Linked DNA regions of Pan troglodytes: region 2 is linked to region 1. A link is a contact called in public HiChIP or PLAC-seq data. All regions are on one chromosome and are shown on one strand. Each heading gives the region's core, a stretch centred on a gene start, on an enhancer-like site or on the middle of the called end of the contact. The rest is flanking DNA. Distances are from core to core; before and after follow the strand shown.

What was found. HiChIP or PLAC-seq counts read pairs in DNA pulled down with a chosen protein or histone mark.
Region 2: an H3K4me3 HiChIP or PLAC-seq map of stem cell-derived excitatory neurons shows a contact between it and region 1, with 10 times the contacts expected there. The contact joins the promoter of PALS1 here to the promoter of GPHN in region 1. A contact is called at or near these places in 1 of 7 Hi-C or Micro-C datasets (stem cell-derived neural progenitor cells) and 1 of 1 datasets of contacts at active chromatin or transcription factors (stem cell-derived excitatory neurons).

Annotation. Positions count from the first base shown.
Region 1 is chr15:64,482,292-64,488,985 of NHGRI_mPanTro3-v2.0_pri, forward strand. GPHN (gephyrin) reads left to right here and starts at 4,192. Exons shown (of 24, transcript XM_063793576.1): 1 at 4,192-4,889. The coding sequence starts at 4,826. It overlaps LOC107968333 (a long non-coding RNA gene), which reads right to left and starts at 5,581. Exons shown (of 4, transcript XR_010151167.1): 1 at 5,372-5,581; 2 at 1,569-1,629. CCDC196 (coiled-coil domain containing 196) reads left to right here. Exons shown (of 12, transcript XR_008539253.2): 12 at 340-362.
Region 2 is chr15:65,211,783-65,218,476 of NHGRI_mPanTro3-v2.0_pri, forward strand. It overlaps PALS1 (protein associated with LIN7 1, MAGUK p55 family member), which reads left to right and starts at 3,991. Exons shown (of 15, transcript XM_003314400.6): 1 at 3,991-4,275.

The DNA of each region.
Region 1 (6,694 bases), core at 2,942-5,441:
ATGAATTTCTTTTGGCTTCAACTAGGATCAGTTGCTTGCAACCAAGCATGTCATCAGACATCTGGGTTTCCAATCGTGGGCTTCAGGGAAATAGAGTAACTGAAGCCAAGAAAAGCAAAACTGCAGATAAGGGAGGGCTACTGTGTACTTCATGCTACTGAATTGTACACTTTTAAATGGCTAAAATGGTAAATTTTATGAATGTGTATTTTACCATTTAAAAAATGGTGAGGATGAAGCTTTGGTTGCTTTAAATGTATTTTTTCCCCAAAGAAAGATAGATTATGGTCAAGAAGAACTTTAAATTGGCTGAATTAGGCTTTGTATTTTTTCCCCTAGAATTGCTGTAACTAATTCTGGTCTGAAAATAGGTGAGTACAATACAATAAGATATTTTGAGAGACAGAGAGAGCGAGCCCACATTAACATAACTTTTATTACAGTAAATTGTTATAATTGTACTATTTTATTATCAGTTATTTCTGTCAATCTCTTACGGTGACTACTACATAATTAAACTTTATCATAGGTATGCACATATAGGAAAAGACATAGAGGAGAGTCTGGACCCAGAAAAGCCCAATGAGATTTGGCCTTGCTTATACTGAAATTGTGGGCCAGGCGCGGTGGCTCATGCCTGTAATCCCAGCACTTTGGGAGGTTCAGGCAGGTGGATCACGAGGTCAGGAGATCGAGACCATCTTGGCTAACATAGTGAAAACCCGTCTCTACTAAAAATACAAAAAATTAGCCGGGCATGGTGGCGGGCGCCTGTAGTCACAGCTACTCTGGAGGCTGAGGCAGGAGAATGGTGTGAACCCGGAAGGCGGAGCTTGCAGTGAGCCGAGATAGTGCCACGGCAGTCCGGCCTGGGCAACAGAGAGAGACTCCGTCTCAAAAAAAAAAAAAGAAAAAAAGAAATTGTGATTAACCACAGAAAAACTAAGAGTTAACTGGTGGGCTAAGTGTAAATATACCAGTACTAGGAAAAAACTAACTTCAGGCCGGTCACGGTGACTCACGCCTGTAATCCCAGCACTTTGGGAGGCCGAGGCAGGTGGATTACCTGAGGTCAGGAGTTCAAGACCAGGCTGGCCAACATGGTGAAATCCCATCTCTACTAAAAATACGAAAATTAGCAAGGCATAGTGGCACACACCTGTAATCCCAGCTACTCGGGAGGCTGAGGCAGGAGAATTGCTTGAGCCCAGGAGACAGAAGTTGCAGTGAACTGAGATGGCGCCACTGCATTCCAGCCTGGCTGACACAGCAAGACTGTCTCAAAAAATAATAATAACAATAATAACTTCATTTCTACTGAAATATAAAGTTTCATTCCATGATAATTGTAATGAAAGCCACATGTTAACCTTTTTTTTAATGTTGTCTTGGATGGTTAATGGAAACTCTTGTAGTTTTCATGATGAAAACCCTAAGAATGGAAAGAATAACTCCCTGGGCACTTCTAATTATTTACATACAAATTCCCACCCCAACCCACACCACACCCCATGTCCCATGTTTCCTGAGACATTTATCAATATTTGGAAAATGGCACTCTCTCCTACCTTTCAGAAAATTTTCTTTGGCATAATATTGATTCCAGGATGAATTCTGAAGAATGTCACACTGTAACAAGAGTAATAGTGTGTACATATTATAATATTCATTCAATAACCATCAGTAAAAGTTCACTCTAGACAGTAAAGTCACTGCGTTTTTCCTTTGTAAGGTTTGTAAAAGGTTGCTGAATTTGAGAAAGATGAATACACTTAAGAAAAACGGTTGAAAGACAAACATTATAATTTAGTTCTATTATTATTTTTTAGGAATTTTAATACTTAGTCAGTAAAACATAATGAATGTTAATAAACCTCCATATACTTTAGAACAGGGGTCCCCAAACTCTGGGCCATGGACAGGTACCCATCCGTGGCCTATTAGGAACCAGGCCACACAGCAGGCAGTAACCATTACTGCCTGAGCTCCGCCTCCTGTCAGATCAGTGGCTGCATTAGATTGTCATAGGAGCATGAACCCTATTGTGAACTGCGGATGCGTGGGATTTAGGTTGTGGCTTCTTATCAGAATCTAATACCTTATGATCTGCGGTGTTCTAGAACAGCTTCATCCCGAAACCATCAACCCTCCCCATCTCCATCCATGGAAAAATTGTCTTCCACAAAACAGGTCCCTGGTACCAAAAATGTTGGGGACTGCTGCTTTAGAAAATTTAATTCATATCCACCCTTCCCACTTAAATTTTAATGAATTTAACCATCACCCCTTTTATGAATGCAGAAAGTTAGTCTCTTGTCCTCTTATTATTGATCTGTGAAATAAAGTGCCAGTTTTCTTCCATGAATAATTACAGAATATTCTAATTAAAGGAGTGCTTATTTAGTCTACCACTATACTTAAAAGGTACTTATTTAGTCTACCATCTTATTTAAAGGATGAAGGAAAAGGCCCAAATTTGTTTAGGGTCACAACCTGTTAGTGGGCAGGTTTAGACCTTACGTCTAAGATAGATGTAAGATAGACGATAAGCTCAAGATATTTTCTAATCATTTAGAGTGTGTTGCAGAGAATAGAGATAGGTTAGGAAGATAACAATATAACCAACTATTTGCTCTTCATGTTTAGTTTGACATAACGGAAATCATTCTCTTGGACATACTTTCTTATCTTTATCTCTCATTTCAAACTAGTTAACAACCCGTTGGCCACCAGGATCTAAGGTGACAATGACAGGAAATGAGTTCATGACCTGGCTTAAATTTTTAATTACTGTCAAAAATACCAGCAATACACATACTAAAAACAAAAACAAAAGCAAAAAAGCCATTAATTTATTTTACCCACTTCAATTCCATCCATCATCTACTTTGTAGGCCCCATTATTTAAAATGAAATACATAAGCACGTGAATCTTCAGAGGATGGGTAATTTCATGTTCCAACGGAACAATAAAAAACTCATAATCGGCCAGGCACGGTGGCTCACACCTGTAATCCCAGCACTTTGGGAGGCCAAGGCGAGCGGATCACGAGGTCAAGATCTTGATCGAGACTATCCTGGCCAACATGGTGAAACCCCGTCTCTACTAATAACACAAAAATTAGCTGGGTGTCGTGGCACGCGCCTGTAGTTCCAGCTACTCGGGAGGCTGACGCAGGAGAATCGCTTGAACCTGGGAGGCAGAGGTTGCAAGTGAGCCGAGATCGCGCCACTGCACTGAAGCCTGGCGACAGAGCGAGACTCCGGATCAAAAAAACCCAAAACTAAAACCAAAAAAAAAAACCTATCAAAGTGACTTTGAAATTTGTGTATAAACACTGATATACATTTTTTAATACTTCGCTTTTTCACTTTTATGCCTCCAGGTTACTACAGCTAAGAAGAGAAAATATATACATATGAGTGTGTGTACACACACACACACGCATATAACTTTTTAAAATTCAGAAGTTGAAAGGTCCAGAACGATAGTAAGAAACTAACGTAGAATAGCCACAGGTGATTAATAACACGTTTCATGAAAGGCACATGGAAATAAATGGCAACAAAAGCTACTTTCATGGTAATCTCACATCCCACGAATACTGAAATGAAAATCGCCGCGGCAATGGACTGTGGTTCAGGTGGAACACGTTCTCGTTCGCTAAGGAGATTGATGCTTTTCATCTAAAAGCAGCGCTCATGGCGAAGAGGCTTAAGGCCACAAAACCGTGGGACAGCAGGAGGAAGAGAAGCCAGGTATCTCCACTCCAGCTGCCCTGCCTCAGACTCCTCAGTTTCGCACGTGAGGATCATCTTGCAGGCACTGACTGGAGATGGAATCCTAAAGCACAGGTGAAGCGGAAATCCTCCTCCTTCAGGGAGAGCCGACTGAGGAAGCCAGCGGCTAGCACGAGGCAGGACAGGATACCTCCCTCTTCGCCCACGGCGGCCTCTGTGTCATAGTAGCCGCCGTTCTGCCACTCATTGCGCTTTCTAAGACACCTCTCGGTTCCCCAGCGCTTTCAGTGGGGCGGCCGGCCGCTCCCGAGGGTTGCAAGAGGAGGCCCGGCGTGCTGAGCCAGCCTCGCTCCCCCCGCGGTCCCCTCTTAGAAAGCCGGCCCGCCGGCGAGAGCCAGCCTAAGGCGCGGACAACCAACGAGGTGTCAGGCTCGGCAGGGGATTGCTTCTGTCTGGGGCCCGGCCGAGGTTGCGTTCGTGCCTCGCGCGCACACGCTCCGCGTTCACTCAGCCAATCCGGTGCTACTCGCGCGCCCAGGAGCGATCCGCGGACCTACTCAGGCTGGGCCGGCTCCTTCCCGCTCCCAATACTCAGCACCCGAGCTCTCACTCCTCCCCTCACTCTCCACGAGTTCCACGCCTAGGGGTGTAGCTCCGCCCTTGTCCCCGAGTCCGCCCCCGCAACCTCTAGAGCGTGTGCTATCCTTTCCTCTCAGTCCTGCCATCTAGCTGCCTTGGGTCTCGCGCTCCGCACAGCGTTCCGACTCTCTCCGGCCTCGTTCTGCCGCCTCCGCGCGCTCTCCCCGTGCGGCCACCGCGCCCCCCAAGCTTGCCTCCTTCTTGCCGGACTTGGGGCCGCGCGCCCTGACTCCTCCCCTTCCCGCGGACCCGCGCACTCCCGGCGCGGCCTCTCCCCTACGCAGGCCACCGAGCACTCTGCGGCCTCCCCCTCCTTCCCCGCTCTCCTCGCGCTTCTCTGGCTCCCTAGCTGTCGCGCTCTTCTCGGCGAGCGCGCTCCCGGCCCGCGCGCTCCGGGCTCCGGTTTCTCCCGGCTCCTGTCAGTGCGGTGACTGCGCTGGGAAACATGGCGACCGAGGGAATGATCCTTACTAACCACGACCATCAAATCCGTGTCGGAGTCCTTACAGGTAACCGGGGGAGGAGGTCCGGGACCTATGAGGCTGCTGTCCCTGCATTGCCTTAGGCTTTTCGCCTGTGGTGGCCCTTCTCTACGGCCTCGGGAGGAGGGAAGGCTGAAGAAGGGAACCGCGGGGGTGCATTTTACAACCGCTGAGAACCGCCGGAGATTGGGGGTGTTCCCGCGGGTCCCCTCCCCCAGGCGCCAGGAGCCGGGGTCGACCCCGTGGGATGTTAGGCCCCAGCGCCTTCGGAAGCAAAGTCCTGGGCCCCCGGGGACCGAGGGGCCGGTGCGGAGGGCGCTGCGGGGCTCCGCGCTGTCGGTGCAGGCGGCGGGATCCCGGCTCCGCAGTCTGAAGCATGCCGCTCTCGGCTGGCCTGGGCGCATCCTCCGCTAGTGCTCTTCAGAGAGAGGGGGGAATCCCATCTCCACCCCCTTCCTCTCCTTCCCTTCCCCCCACCTGGGCGGCCCCACGCCAGTATCTGTGCTTGCCTGGACGAGACTCAGGTGTTAATCAGATGAAACTGCTCCTCCTCGGGTTGTCCCTCGCGGGCCGGGCGTCCCCTCAGCCACCCATGGGGCACCCTTCGCCTCCCTCGGGGGATGGGGGATCGGCTTGCGTCCGGACCTCGGAAAGTGTCTGCCTTCTGCCTTTCCGAGCAAAAGGCCCTCTGTCTGACTCGTCGTTTCCTTAGCGAGGACGGGCTGCAGCCTGCTGCCGGGGGATCCAGCTTTTTACTTGAGAGGGCAGGATTCCCCTACTGGGGCTCCTCTCCCCCTCCTTTCTGGGAACCCCCACCCCGGTAGAGCGTCCCGAGGCTGGTGAGGAGCGTACTTTTCCCGGGTCGCGTTTCCCTCCCTCGCGAAAGCCGTGTGTGTTCTGCAAGTCTGATTCCGTTGCGCTGAATTTGGTTAATATCCGTCACTTCGGCGATCGGCAGTTGCTGCAGGGCATGACTTCCAAGATGAACAGCAAGCGGATTTGTAGGGGTTTCTGCTGTGGTTCTGTAATTGGCAAGGTTTATGTGTAATTGAGTGGCGAGACGGGGGTTAAAGAACTATATTTGGAATCTGAGGGCTTAGTTTGGAGTGAAGGAAATCCAAGACTCAGTGATGTGATTTCGGAAAAAGAAGCAATGTGGACGGGAATCCTAGTGTTTCCCTTACTTCTTTTTTAAATTTTTTCTTTAACTGTCAAATTCTGACAGGTCGAGACGGTGCTCGAGAAGGGACTAAATTGAATAAGACTTGCTTTTATTATTAGGTAGAAAAAAAATGTCTGAGACTGCCGGCAGGTATTGAGTGCAAAGCTTAATTTAGCTGCTGAATTTTATGAAAAGGTGATATCCAAAGCCTCCTTTTTTCTCTTTTAAGTAAAGGATTGCCTTTCCCTGGTATTCTTTCCGTATATCGATGGTGATTAATTGAATTTTCCTAATTAAAAGACCATTGGATAGAGAAACTAGTCTAAACCAGTTGCAGAAAAGGGAACCCCCAAATCAGAAGGTGCGCTGTTCTCTTCTTTTGGTCCTGAAACTGTTTGGGTATGTGAAGATTCAGTTGTATTTCAGAATTCCTGGAGCTGACATTGCCAATTTTCGAATAATCTGATGGTGGGATGTGAAAGTGTATATCTTTTATCTACCCTCAACTTGCACTTTAAATTCCAGCCATTCTTTGACAATTAATAGAATAGTGAGAAACCAAAATATGTCAGTTGTCTGTGGAAATAAAAAAGGCCATAGATGTTTAAAAGTTAAACCGTAGAAACATTTTTAAAATGAACATTTTCTACTTAAGCTTTCCATTAAATAA
Region 2 (6,694 bases), core at 2,741-5,240, 730 kb after region 1:
TCACTTATGAAAATTCTAAGTACTAATTCACTGAGGTACTAGTTAAAGCCAAGTTATGAAAACCATACTAGTGAAGACCTGGTTTTCACTAGTACAAAGAGGAGATATAATAGCCTTAGTTAAGGCTACATAATTTGATATATAATAGGGAATAATAAATCTTGAAAACAAAAATTTCAAAACTTTTTACAAGTGGCTGAAATGCAACATGAATATGTTTCCCCCAAAACTTTTTTTTTAATTTTTAGAGAAGGGGGTCTTGCTGTGTTGCCCAGGTCGGACTTGAATTCCTGGGCTCAAACAATCCTCCCATCTTAGCCCCCTGATTAGCTGACAGGCACATGCCACCATGACTGGCTTCCCAAAACTTTTAATGAAATAAAATAGTGTGGTATTTTATTACATAAACATTTAATAAGGGATATTGACAGACAATGGGCTAAGCAGATGACAAGATGCGGAAGAAGGGAGAGTATTTACTATGGTGACTGTCCACCTTACTCCTGGTTTTACAGTTAGGCTTTCACTACTCATCCATAATATTTAGTTACAAATTTGTTAGAGTGACTCAGCAGGTGAACTGCTTTCTGACGAGGATGAACAGCCCTTCTGACAGGGGCGTTTAAACCACAGATTGTCCATTTCATTCTATTTTGGGGGGAATATTATATTCTCTTAACCTCCTATGCTATCCATGTTAGACTCTATATGCAGAGGCTACCAGAATCCTAAAACTAGGGGGAAAAAAGTAGTTAACCCCTTTACATTATAGATGAGAACATTTAGGTCCAGGAAGCTTGTCACACATCTAAATCACAGAACTAGCTAGCAGCAAAGCTAAAACTTAATCTAATTACCATGCCTCCAGTTTCTATACCTTTCACTCTTTCAGCTACCCTTTAGTTTTTGCATATATACCAGTAATTTGTATGACTTGGAGATTCTGGGATTGGCTCAATTCACCAGAAAATAGATTTCTTTTTTCTTTTCTTTCTTGCTTTCTTTTTTTTTTTTTTAGACATGGTCTTGCTCTGTTGCTCAGGCTAGAGTGCAGTGACACAATCACAGCTCACTGCAGCCTAGATCTCCTGGGCTCAAGGGATCCTCCCATCTCAGCTTCCCAAGTAGCCAGGACTACAGGAGCGTACCACCACACCCAGCTAATTGTTAAATTTTTTTGTAGAGATGGGGTCTCCCTATGTTGACCAGGTTGGTTTTGAATTCTTGGGCTCAAGCAATCCTCCCGCTTTGGCATCCCAAAGTGTTGGGATCACAGGTGTGAGTTACTGCACCTGACCCACTAGAGAGTAGATTTGTTATTTGCTGTAGGATCTGCCCTCTTTTAACATGAACATATCTTTAGGAGGTAAAATAATAACTTTTTTTTTTTGAGACAGGGTCTCACTCTATTGCCCAGGCTGGAGTGCAGTGGTGTGATCTCAGCTTACTGCAGCTTCGACCTCCCAGGCTTAGATGATCCTCCTGCCTCAGCCTCCCAAGTAGCTGGGATTATAAGCACACACCATCATGCCCAGCTAATTTTGTATTTTTTGTAGAGATGGGTTTTTGCCATGTTGCCAAGGCTGGTCTTGAACTCCTGGGGTCAAGGGATCCATACACCTTGGCATCCCAAAGTACTGGGATTACAGGTGTAAGCCACCATGCCAGGCCATAACTAACATTTTTATAGCACTTCTTTTCCTGAAAAAAATGCCCTTCTGAATTGTTATAGCACTTTAAAAAGGAATTTCACACATTTTGAGATAAGCAGCTGGTCTGCTATCTCACACTCATACTAATAATCATTTTATTATGGTGGGGTCCTGTATGGGAATCTAAGCAGCTAAGGAAGCAAGGCTAGGTACTTGGCGGGTTCATTTGGGTGGAGGCTTTTTTTGTGTGTGTGTTTTGTTGTTTTGTAAAACTGCCTGGGGCCAAGAGATTGGAAGTTACGGATAAAGATATACTATCTTTCCAAAGAGGTCCTTTCTTTGAACAGCTAGATCTGCAGTCCTTAACTGAAGATGATTTTGCTCATCCCTCCCCATGACCTTTGGTGATGTCTGGAGACATTTTTGATTGTCACATTGGGGAGGGTGATGCTACTGGCACGTAGTGGGTAGAGGCTGGGGATGCTTCTAAACATCCTATGATGCACAGGACAGTCCCCACAAGAATTATCCAGCCCAAATGTCAATAGTGCCAAGGATGAGAAATTATAAGCTAGAGAAAGAAGAATTCATTGACGAGCTGGAGGAAGCTTCTTGAATTATTATTTATGTTATATATTTAAGAACTTAGAGGCGGGGCACGGTTGCTCACGCCTGTAATCCTAGCACTTTGGAAGGCTGAGAAAGGTGGATCACCTGAGGTCAGGTGTTCAAGACCAGCTTGGCCAATGTGGCGAAACCCCGTCTCTACTAACAATACAAAAATTAGCCGGGCGTGGTGGCTGGCACCTGTAATCCCAGATACTGGGGAGGCTGAGGGAGGAGTATCGCTTGAACCCGGGGATCGGAGGTTGCAGTGAGCCGAGATTGCGCCACTTTACTCCAGCCTGGGCAAAAGAGCGAAACTCCATCTCAAACAAAAACAAAAACAAAAACAAAAACAAAAGAACTTAGAAAAGGAAGTAAGTCACACACAGTAACCGTTTTTTCTTTTGGGGTATGGCTAATAGTTTCTAGGAATCCTGGAGACTTTATCTGGATTTCAGTTAGGCATTTCACCAGTTCTCATGGCATCTTTATGGAGGAATATGGGCCAAGAAGACAGTTCGGTTGTGTCGTCCACCTGTATTCGAAGCCTAGTGAGAAATTTTTGATGGCAGGAGCATTAAGGTCTTTAGTGGCATGCAGCAGAGTTCTGTCCTCCGCTCTGTCTTATTAAACACTTGGACAGAATGCTGATCAGATTTGAGAAGGATAACAAGTCTGGGAAGGGTAGGCATCCCCAAAGATCTTTACCACCAGGAACAACGGTTTGCTTCGTTCAGGCCATCACAGTGTCCTTAGTGAGGGACACCAACAACCCATAGGCTGTCCAGAGGAGCGTAATGGGGAAGAATGTGAAAGAGCTTGAAAATCAGGACCTGAGGACATTGCGAGATGGAAAAACACCGTGGGACAAAATGAGGAAAACCGAGAGAAATGGAAATGGCATATACGAAGGCTTTCAGGGAGGACTGTGCCCCTGGGGGAAACTGTGCCCCCGGGCTGGAGTCATAGGCATAGTTTGGCCTCATAGAAGGAGAGGTCGATTAACAAACCTTGCAAGTGTTCAAATGTGGAATGGGCTTGCTCGGAAGGTACTGTCAAGACAGAGACCATCCGAGGGCTTTTATTGCAAGTGTCGAGACACATTGCTGGTGTTTCTCCTTAGAACGTCCTCCAATCTGCTCTGACTTCCGCCCGCACCCGCCTGAGTCCTGCCCCATTCCAAGGGTGGCACATCCAGGTCCCGAGGGCGCCAGCCATGCCCGGAGCACGGGCTGATCTGCGTAACTCTGTCCCTTCGGGAGACTTCTGGGAAATAGTTCTAGTCCTTGCTATCCTTGCTTTCTGGTTTTCAGAAATCAGTGCAGCTGCTGGCTTTATGCAGTCTTCTGCGGGACACTGCACACATCCAGGTGTTTATGTCATTTTTTAAAAAAAACAAATGTTAGATTGGGTGACTAACTTGACAGGACATGAGGAATCTCTTCAAGAGGAATCAGATTTTCTTCAGGATACGTCATCCAGAGACAAGAGCCAAGGGATGTAGAAACCCAGGGAAGCCTCGCGTCCCCTCAAAGCCCGCCGGCCAAATCCCGAAGGGGCTCCACCGGGCCAGCTAGCCCGGAGCAGTCCGCGTTTTAGACTTAGAGGCGCGCGACTGCGCGCACCCGGCTGGAGCTGCGGAGAGGACCAATGAGCGGGCGCTCTCTCCGCTCCGGCTCGGGATTGGGCAAGCCGCGCCAGCCTCTCACGGGCGGGGTGGGACTCGGATCCGCGCGCCCACTGCGCCAGAGTCCCGGGGGCGCGTGCGCGGTCTCGCGACGGCCGCAGGGGCCGGTCTCGCGCGGTCTAGAAGTGGAGTTGCTGGCGGCTGCGGCGGTGACGGCGGCGACGGAGGAGGCAGGCGGTGGGGCGGGGGCGGGGACTAAGGATTCTGAGGTGGGGAGTCGGGAGTTTCTGGATTCTTTATCCGGAATTTCAAGGGCCGCCGGAGGGCTGTCGCTTCTGCAGTGCGTAGGAGCGGCCGGGGCGGGAGGCTCCGCGGAGCCGAGGCTTGGAGGTAAGAGGCGGATCGGCGGCGGCTGGGCTGTAGAGATCTTAATCAACAGGTCCCTGGGAGCGCGGCGGGGGAGGGGCGGGCGGCCGGGCTCCCCTTCCCCCACACGCTGCGCAAACTCCGACCAGCGGGAGACCCCTGGCAGCCAGGCGGGCTTCCTCGGGCGCGCGAGCTGCGGCCGTGGAGGGTGTGAGCCCAACCTTTGTCCCTCGGAGCAACGCTGCCTGCGCGGTGCCCGCTCCTTCTGCTTGGCTGGGCATGCACCTTGGCGCGGGCCACAGCCAGCCGAGCCCGAGGTGCAGGGGGCGCGGCGGGGAGTCGTCTGCCCCCTGCGCCCTCTCTCCGAGGTCGCGACGCGCGGGACTTTCTCCCGGCCGGGTCTGGGAAATCGGCGAGGGAACGCTTTCCTTTAGAAGTCAGAATGTAGTCAGCGTTCCTCTGCCTGACTCAGCTGCTGGTATTCTGCTCTTTGCGTTCTTAAACACGCAAACAGTTCCTGCTTCCTTGTGACCACTTTTAAAGAAAAGCCTAGTTTTGTTCATGGTTTCTGATACTTTAAGGTTGCACGTTGAACTTTGAAGCCTGTAAATTGTTATAACCTACGTTTAATGAAGTTTGCTTTAAACGATCTTTGTAGTAAATTATGTAACTTTCTAATGATCATAACTCACCTTCTGTTGATTGACATACAGTAATGTGTACGGAATGTAGGTTTCGGTCAAAAGGTTTTTCTTGGCAGTTTATGCTAAAATTAAAATCTGATGGCTAGGAAGTTTTTAGATGTAGTATGGAGTGTGTGTTTTGTCTCCATACTCGTTTAGAATAGTAAGAATTTAGATTTGGAAAGTCAATTGAACAAAAATTTTGAAATTTTGATTTGACTGACGCAGTGAAAGGTGTTAATATTTCTGATTTTTTAAAAAAGCAATATCATGTTTTAATGATAGTTTACTAATTATGCTTTTGGATTATACCAGAAGTTAATAACCTGTTAAATTATGCAATAGGAACAAATGACGTGTTGGTTATTGGTGTCTTTGAAGTATTGGTGGTAATGAAACTTATTAAATAAGCTTCCTTGAATTAAGAACTACGATTTTTTTTTTTTTTACTAGATCCCTGTGGACATAGCTATTGTGGATAGGTTTTATAGGCTTTCTATTTGCGGCAGGATGAGCTATTAAATTATAATGTAAGAGATTTATAGATAAAACAGGCAAAAATAGGAAAAGCAATTCATTATTTTATCTTTAAAAATCTGGTAAATTTTACCATGTACCTGAATTACTTTTGGCAAGACGGACTTGAACTTGACAAATTAAGGTGGATTGATTAACATTAACTTGTTTTGGAATGTTAAAACGGGAGAGAATATATAAGTTCTACTTGAGGGTGACCCAAGTCAGTACAGTGGGTTTAGCTTTTACATGATCTTGAATTATGATTTTGATTAAAAATCTCATCACAGGGGCACGTGTTTTCAGGATCTCCTGAGGGCTGTGTCATGGAAAAAATAAAATTTATCACCCATTCCAAGAAATTTGATCAATTTTATATATTATTATACTGAAATGCCCTATTTCTCTGATATTTTCTGATTTCAGAGTGTCTAGAAAAAAATAGTATCTTGACATATGTGCTTATATAGAATATAATTGTCTTTTCTTTTTTTTTTTTGTGAGACATAGTCTCGCTCTTGCCCAGGCTGGAGTGTAGTGGCGCGATCTTGGCTCACTGCAGTCTCCACCTCCCTGGTTCAAGTGATTCTCCTGCTCTCAGCCTCCCGACTAGCTGGGACTACAGGTGCTCGCCACCACACCCGGCTAATTTTTGTATTTTTAGTAGAGACGGGGTTTCACCATGTTGGCCAGGCTGGCCTCGAACTCCTGACCTCAGGTGATCCACCCGCCTCGGCCTCCTGAAATGCTGGGATTACAGGCGTGAGCCACCGCCAGAATATAATTTTTTTTTTTTTTTTTTTTTTTTTTGAGACAGAGTCTCGCGCTGTCGCCCAGGCTGGAGTGCAGTGGCGCAATCTCGGCTCACTGCAAGCTCTGCCTCCCGGGTTCACGCCATTCTTCTGCCTCAGCCTCCCGAGTAGTTGGGACTACAGGCGCCCGCCACCACGCCTGCTAATTTTTTGTATTTTTTTTTTTTAGTAGAGACGGGTTTTCACCGTGTTAGCCAGGATGGTCTCAATCTCCTGACCTCGTGATCCGCCCGCCTCGCCCTCCCAAAGTGCTGGGATTACAGGCGTGAGCCACCGCGCCCAGCCCTTATAATTTTTGATCATATACTTACTGAATCATAGAATCGTTGAGTTGGAAGTAATCTTAGTGGTTATATAGTCTAACCTCTTCATTTTCCACGAAAAAGAAAGTGAGGCTTGCAGGAGTTAAGTAATCCGTAGTCTGACTGCTAG